Regions from separate parts of the Drosophila melanogaster genome. Here region 1 is linked to region 2. Evidence: chromatin contacts called from public HiChIP or PLAC-seq data. All regions are on one chromosome and are shown on one strand. Each heading gives the region's core, a stretch centred on a gene start, on an enhancer-like site or on the middle of the called end of the contact. The rest is flanking DNA. Distances are from core to core; before and after follow the strand shown.

What was found. HiChIP or PLAC-seq counts read pairs in DNA pulled down with a chosen protein or histone mark.
Region 1: a contact with region 2 is called in an H3K27ac HiChIP or PLAC-seq map of the Kc167 cell line, with 7 times the contacts expected there. The contact joins the promoter of CG10555 here to the promoter of CG15343 in region 2. A contact is called at or near these places in 71 of 107 Hi-C or Micro-C datasets (the D17-c3 cell line, the Kc167 cell line, the ML-DmBG3-c2 cell line and 23 more) and 3 of 6 datasets of contacts at active chromatin or transcription factors (all in the Kc167 cell line).

What each region holds. Positions count from the first base shown.
Region 1 is chrX:8,397,254-8,401,807 of dm6, reverse strand. It overlaps CG10555, which reads right to left and starts at 2,868. Exons shown (of 3, transcript NM_001298087.1): 1 at 1,805-2,868; 2 at 1,136-1,691; 3 at 1-859. The coding sequence starts at 2,413. It also overlaps the pseudogene CR15345.
Region 2 is chrX:8,272,055-8,276,750 of dm6, reverse strand. It overlaps CG15343, which reads left to right and starts at 2,945. Exons shown (of 3, transcript NM_132241.2): 1 at 2,945-3,068; 2 at 3,533-4,058; 3 at 4,130-4,427. The coding sequence starts at 3,544. The coding sequence ends at 4,256. CG1636 reads right to left here and starts at 3,339. Exons shown (of 4, transcript NM_001298084.1): 1 at 2,997-3,339; 2 at 2,125-2,471; 3 at 1,543-1,994; 4 at 301-1,483. The coding sequence starts at 3,203. The coding sequence ends at 1,389. It overlaps CG1632, which reads right to left. Exons shown (of 8, transcript NM_132239.3): 8 at 4,289-4,696. The coding sequence ends at 4,632. It overlaps nAChRalpha3 (nicotinic Acetylcholine Receptor alpha3), which reads left to right. Exons shown (of 12, transcript NM_001298086.1): 12 at 1-551.

The sequences.
Region 1 (4,554 bases), core at 1,619-4,118, 130 kb before region 2:
GGTGGTGGCGCTGCCCCGCTAGTCGGCGGTCCACCCGGATAGCTACTGCCCGGCGGTGCACCTGCTCCGCCACCAGCGGCCGCTTGCTGCTGCTGCTGCTGTTGATACGCCTGATAGGGACTCTGGGCGCTGCTCGTGGGTGGTGGTGGCGGCCAGTAGCCACTGGGCGGTGGTCCACCGCCAGCACCAGCCTGGCCATACTGTCCCGGATTCGGCGGATAGCCCGCATAGCCCATCGGAGGCGGTCCACCGGCGGAGTTCTGCGGCGGCGGCGGACCGTATTGACTTTGCGGCGGTCCAGGTGGCGGTTGCTGCTGGCCACCAGTCGGCGGCTGTCCGGGTGGCGGTGGTCCCGGCGGCGGTTGCTGTTGTCCCGGCACCGGTGGAACTTGCTGGCTACCGGGCGGCGGTGGATATGCACCCGGCGGTGGTCCTTGTCCGGCTCCGGCATTCGGCTGATAGCCATGCCCACTGGCTCCCGTCGCCGCACCGGCCGGACCATGATGGTAGCCACCTTGAGCGGCATTTGGTGGTCCCGGCGGCGGTGGCCCATAGCCCTGTGTTGGCGGTCCATAGGGATAGGCGCCCTGCGGCTGGTACTGCGTCTGCGGCTGTGGCGGATAGCCTGGATAGTGGCTGTGCTGCTGCTGTTGCTGTTGATAGCTGACGCGATACGGACTCTGTGGCGGCGGTACACCTGGTCCGCCGGCACCTGGCTGCGGTCCTGGTCCGCCGGGACCGGTCTGCTGCTGCTGTTGCTGTTGGTTGGGCGGCTGTTGACCGCCTGGTTGCGGCTGCTGTTGCTGTTGCTGGGGATTCTGCGGTCCGGAGAGGGGTCCGTTGTTAGGACGCTGTTGATCTGCAAGGCGAAAGATGTTTGGATGGAGATGAGTAAAATCACAGCCTACAACATACCACTGACTAAACGTTTTTTTTTTTTTTTTGGGGTTATACCCAAATTAAATTAAATTCTTAAACAATATGTTAGGATTTCGAATTATATTCAACAAATCAACAGTTTTTTAATATCACAGAAATTGGTCAAAACTAAAGGCATCGATATCGAATTCTTTTAAAATGAAGTCCAACCACATCCGATCATCGTCATCGTCTTGAGCGGCTACACTACACTTACTGGGCGCGGCATTCGGATTGATGACGGACTGAACCGGCCCCTGGCCCTGGCCAGGTACCTGCCCAGCTCCCGGCTGTCCTTGACCCTGGGCATTCCGATAGACGGGATGCTGCTGCTGCTGCTGTTGCTGCGGGCCCGCTTGGCTGACCTGCGGTCCCTGCTGTTGGCCGGCTGCTACGGCAGCTGCCGCTGCTGCTGCTGCCGCCGCTGCTGCTGCCTGCTGTTGTTGTTGTTGCTGCTGCTGCTGCTGCTGCTGCTGTTGTTGCTGCTGCTGCTGTTGCTGAGATTGCTGTTGAGCGCCCGGCGGCAGGCCAGGATGTGGCTGCGGCTGCTGTTGGGCGCCGTAGGGCGGCATCTGAACGGGCGGTCCCTGCGGATCGCCGCCATGCTGTTGCATGCCCATCTGCGGCGGACCCTGACCAGGTTGTCCCGGCACTGGACCCTGTCCCGGCTGCTGCTGCTGTTGCGGCGGACCACCCAGCATGCCGTGCGGTCCGGTTGGCGGCGTCTGCTGGCCACCCTGCTGCATCGCTTGCGTTTGGAGGATGTGCGGCGGCTGCGGGGGGATAGATGGTATACATTATTGGCGATCAGAAAGAGATGTTGAGCCAAGTCAAGTTCAATGAAATAGCAAATCTTATGATCGTGCACTTTGTTCTTTTTACCCACCGGCAGTATTTGTGAGATGTTCATGGCGGGATCGGCCAACTGGGCGAGGTAGACCAGATTGCGATGCAGCGCAACGTGATAGGACATGCACTCCTGCGCCTTGCCCATGCTCTGGAAGTCCTGAATCGTCTGGATGAGGCCGCAATTCTCGTCGAGCATCTTTTGGATTTGCGCCGAATTCACTTGCTGCGGCACACCACCACCTCCGCCGCCCTGCATATTGGCTCCGCCGCGTGGTGTTGACGTTGGTGTGACCATCATTCCGCCACCGGGCATACCACCGCCACCAATCACACCGCCGCCACCGCCGCCGCCAGAGATGATGCTGCCCGGTGATCCTGGGACGCCCATGGGCGGACGTTGCTGCTGCTGCTGCATGCCCATGGACAGGATGCCACCGCCGCCTGGTATGCCACCTCCTCCTCCGCCGGGACCTACTCCGGATCCAGGCGGTTGTTGATTGGGCGCGGAGTTAGGTGGAGGTTGCTGCAATTGTTGTTGCTGCTGCTGCTGTTGTTGTGGCGGGGGAGGCTGCTGCTGCTGCTGCTGCAGTTGCTGCTGCTGTTGCGGCTGCTGCTGCGGCGGTTGCGGCGAATAAACTGCAGACATTTTACTGGCTGCAGTCTTCTTCTTCCGCTTGGGGGTTTTCTCCTGTTTTTCCACAATTTTAGCGGTTATATTCGACCGTTGGGGAAAGGAAAGGAAAATTTTCGCAGTGTGCGGCTTTTTCTTCACATACACACTCGCACACACACACACACACAAACAACCGCGAGTGCTAGCACAAACACACACACAATTAAAGACACGCAAACACACGCACACGTACACGGGCCAAGAAGTGGCTATCTTTTTTCTCTTTTGCTTGTTTTTCGCTGCACGGAAAAACGCCGGCTATGCGGAAAATTCGTTGCTAATTCGGCTAGCAATTGTTCGCGTGCGACGACCCTCACAGGTTGGCAATGGAAAATGGCATATTTTTCATTAATTTTCCGACACTTTTTCGCAAATTGCATGGAACGCAACGACGCTTAAAACGATAACACAGGCGGCTCAGGCCGATTAATCGGTCGAATGCATGATCAAGCCGGGCTGTTAGTTAACAGCCGAGGAACAGACTGTGTTAGGGTTGATTTCGAATTCAAAGTGTGGTTTTATATGCTTCATTAAGCACATTTAAATATAAAGGTGGTCAAAAAAAATTAATTAAATGACTCGGCATGTAACCAAATCTCTTAACAAGTCTTTAAGCTATGTATAGTTAATTTGAAATGACAACATAATATGGCTTGCATGACGATTAGGACTGAACGTGCTAGGTCGCCTCAACATGGCGTTCGATTGTGTTGTAATCAGTGTTGTAACGCAGCGATTTGCAGCACTGGTTAAAATGGATACCGGTTTCTTGTTGTTGCTATTTTAAATGTAATTTTATTTTTAATTGAAAAGTGCAATATTACTTTCTAATTTGTTTACGATTGTCCTGCTTGACTTAATTTTACTTAGTAATTTACTTAAGCCATATATATATATATACATAAATATATTAGTGAATTTTTGAAAACGTGTTTATTTTAACGTCTTTTTTTTTAATTTTACAATTTGAATAAGACTCATGACTTAGCTATTAGTTAATGCACATTTACTTTTTAGCTACTCAACCCAGGTACTTTTTAACGTTAGCAGCACTGGCTAATGCGGTTGAACAGGGTGATTAATGCAATATCGATGTAAACAAAATCATTTGTTGATTTGCTTTTGGAATATGTTGTAATATTATATTAAAATGTAAGTGCATATGAACTAGAATCTATTGAAATATATATTTAAATGTCTGAATTAAAGGACAAAGTCGAGAATTTGCCGCACTTGCTTGGAAAGTCCGGAAGTCATGGTCAATTCATTTGATGTTCCACAAAATTTGGGATATAATATAATATTACCATATAATATATATCTTATCCCAGTGCATACAATATCCATTTTATAAAGGGGATTTCCTACCCGAAACCATTTGTCTGCCGCGCCTAAAGGATGCCAAAAGTGCCTTTAAGATAATTACAAAATGCAGAAGGAGTCACCAATTTCTCAAGGAATCTGAAATAAAAGGTTGGTCGGATGAAAGGAAACGTTTGATCCACACTTCCACTTAGCCGCTAGCAATGAGCAGCAATTCCAAGTCGAGATGGAGGAGTTTGAAACTAGTTTATCAATTTGAAAGTAGCAACGATTTCGGAACAGAAAGAGATGCAGAAGTCGACACCGGAGAAGGAGAGAATTCAAACCATGAGACTGAAGTGCATCAGCCAGAGCAAGAGTCCACCGAGGATGAGCGATTCCAATGCCACGTCAAGAATGAGTCCATCAACGAAGATCTCTCAGAGGAAGAAGATTACAGCGAACTGAGCACATTAAGACTGGAGGACATTGAAGAGAATGTCCTCGAAGGTACTCCTCGAATCGTTGAGATGCAGGATGACAGCAAAGTGCAACCAAACCACAAATACGTCAATGTAAAAATGTTTATTTTATATACATATAAATAAGGAAATTAAGGATGTTATCTATGAAGATGTATTTTGATTTGTAAAGATCTATTTGATAGTATTGTATGAGCTTGTGTTATGATACTAACAAGTGCTAGCAGAAAAGTGATTTAAAATATTTAAAGAATAAGTGTAACTGCTCATGTCTGCGATTATTACTGACTTCTTTCTGTGAAACAAACTCGTAATGATGTATATATTTAA
Region 2 (4,696 bases), core at 1,696-4,195:
TAATTACTAAGATACTTTTTACTGAGTTTTTTTAAATTGAAGAAATTTTTTAGTTTACAGACCTAATACGTAAATATGTTGTACAATTAAACAGTTCTAAAATCGATTCCGATTATGAAATGAGCAAATGAGAATTCATGTTGAGAACGTACGATTGCAAGGATATCAAAAACAAAGTTTCGAAGGAAGAAACGCGAAACCTAAAACCAAATGAGAAACCGAAATTTAACTAGAGAATTCTTTTCAAATATCAAATAAAGCAAGAACATTAATAATATAATATAATATTTCAGCCACGATGGGAGAGCTAAGAAGTGAATAAAACAAACGAATGCAACCAACCCAGTAACAACAACAACAACACACACACACATTTCAATTGCGCTCGTTTAGCCCATATATAGTATATTTCAATTAAAAGAACGAAAAAAAAAACAACACATTACAATATTTCAATATGTCATTAAGTCACAGCGAATAAACAACAACAATAAGTTGAAGGCGACTTACAAATCTAAACGAGAGAGAAACTGCGATCGTGTGTGCGAGGGAGAGAGAGAGAGAGAGAGTTGGTATAGAGATATAGTAACTATATGTATATATATCATCAGCGACGATCTCCGTTGGCGCCAAAAATCGAGCGATACTAACTAAATTTGCTAAGGTCTTTCAGCCGCTTGGTTTATGCGTGCTGTCTAAATCGTGATTGGTAGATATTACATTTAATATTGATCTAGAGTTTTTATAAATAATTGTTAACTAGTGACAACAGTGCGTCAATTGTTGTATTGCTCGCATCGAAACGCACTGTGGTTTATTATCGAATAAGTACTATTAGAACAGTGCGTTTGGCAACAGTCGAATTCGACGTTTTAAAGATATATAACATTATTTTAAATACTTCTAGGAGATTAATTTTGTAAGCCTCACTTTTCGATTTTTGCGTATATAGCCTTTGAGATTATCTGCACGTTTGATTTATCGTTTATATTCATGTTTTAATTTTGACAACCTTTAGTTGTTATGTTCTTAACGCGTATATTTGAATCGTTGAGATATTTAAATAATTTTTGATTAAAAGCTACCAACTGATATTTTTAAAGTCTTTACAACAAAAACGTTGACAAATTTACAAATTTTCAAGTGTTAAATATTCCTATTTTTTGATTACGATCTGAATGTTGGCCAAAACGCACTGTTCGCGCTGATCGCGTTCTAGCTAACACGCATAAACCGAAATCAGCCTGAGTGAGAGAGAGAGAGAGAGCGCTAGTTTCAACTTTGTGAGTTATTAGCCTAAGCTGAACTTGTGTCTTTTTTGGTTTGGTTTAAGGAAATGTGGTTTTCTACTGTGTAAAAGTGTGCTGCGTCCGTGCGGTAGGACGCGATTAGGTATCAATGGCCTGGTCATCGTTGTCATCCTCCGGCTCATGGCCACGTCCCTCGCGAATTCGCTTCAATTTGCGCTTAAGCATCATGACGCCTGCCAGGGAAAATGATTGTTAATCAGATATTCAACATCGGTTAGTGCAGGAAGCTTACATTTTATGGCCTGAAAGGTTTTGGCCGAGGCCGAACTGGTTTCGGAGGGCAGCGAATTGGACGTGGTTCTAATGTGTGCCAGCTTTACCTCCAAATAGGCCTTCTTCAGTGTCTTGTAGTGCCGGAACTCACTGGTGTCCTTGACCAGGATGCACTTAGCCGCCGATCCCTCGCCCGAACAATCCGACGGCGCTGTGTGATATATCTGATGGTAGAAGTATTGCAGCACCGGCGAGTTCCAAATGGAGAGGCCGTACCACAACCAAATGGGCACATTCAGGGAAAGCTTAAAGTTCTTGGCGAACAGCGTGGGTATGAAGTACTTAAAGGGCAGTAGGTTGACAAACACATACGCCCACACCATGATGCGCAGACCGAGGAAAACCTGGTAGATGATCCGGTGTGAATTGGTGCTGGGCAGGACCAACAGGGCTAGCACCTCGGTGAGTATGCTGTACAGACCCACCGTTAGATTCAGGCCCACAAAGTAGTTTTCGTACCTAAAAATAAAGAGTATTTAATATTTTCGAGCTTAAATGGCTCCAGGCTAGAATGGTAGGGACCAAACGTGTCTCGACTTGCCTGTAAACATCGATGGCGACGAGGGACAGCAGGTAGAGTCCCTTGGAGCCCACCTCCAGGAAGTCAGCGTCCTTGAAGTCCAACCACGCCCCATGCAGGTAGAACGTGATAATGAAGATCGAGTAGAACTGAAACTTTTCCGCCTGATGAGATCGATAGAAGATCAGGTTCTCCGAGGAGTAGAAGAGCGAGTAGCGTCCTTGGTTCTTCATCAGCTGCGGCAGGATCATGAACTCGTTGTAGAAGTGCAGGAACAGGCAGCTGGCCGCATAGAAGGCGATGTTCCAAATGACGCGGGCGAACAGCCTCCGCTGAAAGTGCTTCATGCTCGACGACTTCAGAAAGAACTGAAAAGGGAGAGGAGCAATTAGTCGAGCATTGGTCTTGGGTCACTACAGATAATGGTTTATATGGCTTATGGTCAGCGCCGATGGGTCGACTGTCACCGGACTTATGCTATCACCAAAGCCAGGAGCGAAGTGCCAACCGAATGGGGAAGGAAGTACATCTGAATCCCTTAAACAATGACTGTCGGGAGTAAAATCAATACTATCTTCGCCTTATATTGATTTTACAAGAGACAACATATTTAAATAATAATCATTTACAGCTTAGTTGCAAGCCAAAACAATACAAAAAGTGCCGCATTTCGTTGTGTTTTGAAGCTTTTCAAAGGGTTGGTAACAGTATTTTTAGCGCCCCACTCGGTTGGCACCCCGTCCACCCCCGGAATGCGCGAATCCGGCACCGTGTCCGCTCTGTTTATTTATAAACGGCAAATTGGCCGAGCAACCCCTCAAAAGAAAAGTGCAATTGGAGGCGCCGCGTCGAGGGTGCTGCGATTGAAAGGATTTGCCACGTGCTGGACCCACCTGGAAGAGCCGCTGGAAGGCGTAGTAGCCGCAAGACAACGCCACGAATATCCAAAAGACCCCGTTGATCAGGTAATAGAGGTCTATGTCCCGCACCATCGAATCGAAGCGGTCGTTGGTGATCAGGTATTTCAGCGGCAGAAAGAAGTTGCTGATCTCCGCCCAGTAGTCGGGCGGACCGGCCTTCATGTCCAGAATGGAGGTCATGCTGCTCCTCGGCGGGATTTCCCGTTCTGCCGCCCCAGAATCGCGAGTTGGTGTTCCTCGTTTTCAGCCGAAAATTGGGAGAATTTGTTTCGTTTCTATGTATCGATAGTAACCGATAGCTTCGCAAATATAACGTGAAATCAACGGCTATCGATTATAGAACCGCTGCAAAGTACTGCGCTTCTGTTACAGTGCTGTTAGCGTTAACAGCGCGCAAAGTGCGCCAAATTTGAATGACAGTACATTACTTCAGTTATAAGGGGCTTTACCAATTAACATTAAATGTGTATTACATTTTCAAAATGTATAAGAATATTTTTCGCTTCAAGGACCCACCAATATGACCTCCTCTTTGGCCAAAATCGAGGACTTTCCCTCCGATCCCGTTGAATTTTTTAAGGAGATCCTTCAGGAAGCTGCCAAGGGACATCCCGATGGATTCATACAGGAAATGAACCTGGCCACCGTGGACGAGGAATTCGGTGTGCTCAACCGCACTGTTCTGTACCGCGGACTCACCCAGGATAACTGTGTGTTCTACATCACCCATCGGTACGTTCGCAACTTCAAGAACCTTCAGGCCAATCCCAAGGCCTGCATCACCTTCTATATGCCAGATGTTAAGGATAAGGCCGGAAATCAGAATGCCTGGCAGGTGAGATTGATTGGAGCCACCGCCGTGGAACTTGACCAAAGCGAAATGGATGCTTTGTGGGCGAAGGAGAATTTGGCTGCCCAAATCAGGGGTCACATCTGTCCCTGTGGAGAACCGATTAACTACGATGATCTCAAGGCAAAGCACGATCAGTTCCTTCTGGATCACAGAGGAAAATCCATCGAGAGACCAGCAAGCTAGTGAGTTTCGAAGTTTATATGTATATCTATATTTAGTAAATTAACATATACATAATTACAACTTCTTCTAGTACCGCTTGGAAATTCCAACCGCAGCGTTGGGACTTCCTGAAGGTGGGTCTCGACCAAATCGCAGACCGGGTGCAGTACCGCCTTCAGAAGGATGGGAAATGGAAATCCATGCACGTGTCCACCTAATTGTGGTATACCCCCAGTAAAGCCATTATCTTGATTTTGGACGATTTCATTTTATTCAACAATATCTTTCTACAAACAGCTAAACGTACAGACTAACAACTAAATTTGCTTCCTTTTCGACATGTTTAACATACAATTACAACATAGTTAATAAATATTACACAAAACAGCAAAAAAAAGGACGTTTAAAGAATACAGTTAGCATAGAGTTACATAGGTTCGAGTAACATTAGAGCAGGTTAGTTACATAGTACATATGCTTAATTGCCTTACTTGCTTTGCTACACACACACATAATACCCAGTGAGTTTCGGTTCCGTTTTCTACACAAATGCGCTGAGGGGCGTGCCGCCGCCCCCTGGTGAACTATCCCGACTATATCGCGCTGATCGTCTCGCGGATCCAGGCGGCATTCGAGGCGATCTTGTCGTACATCCTGG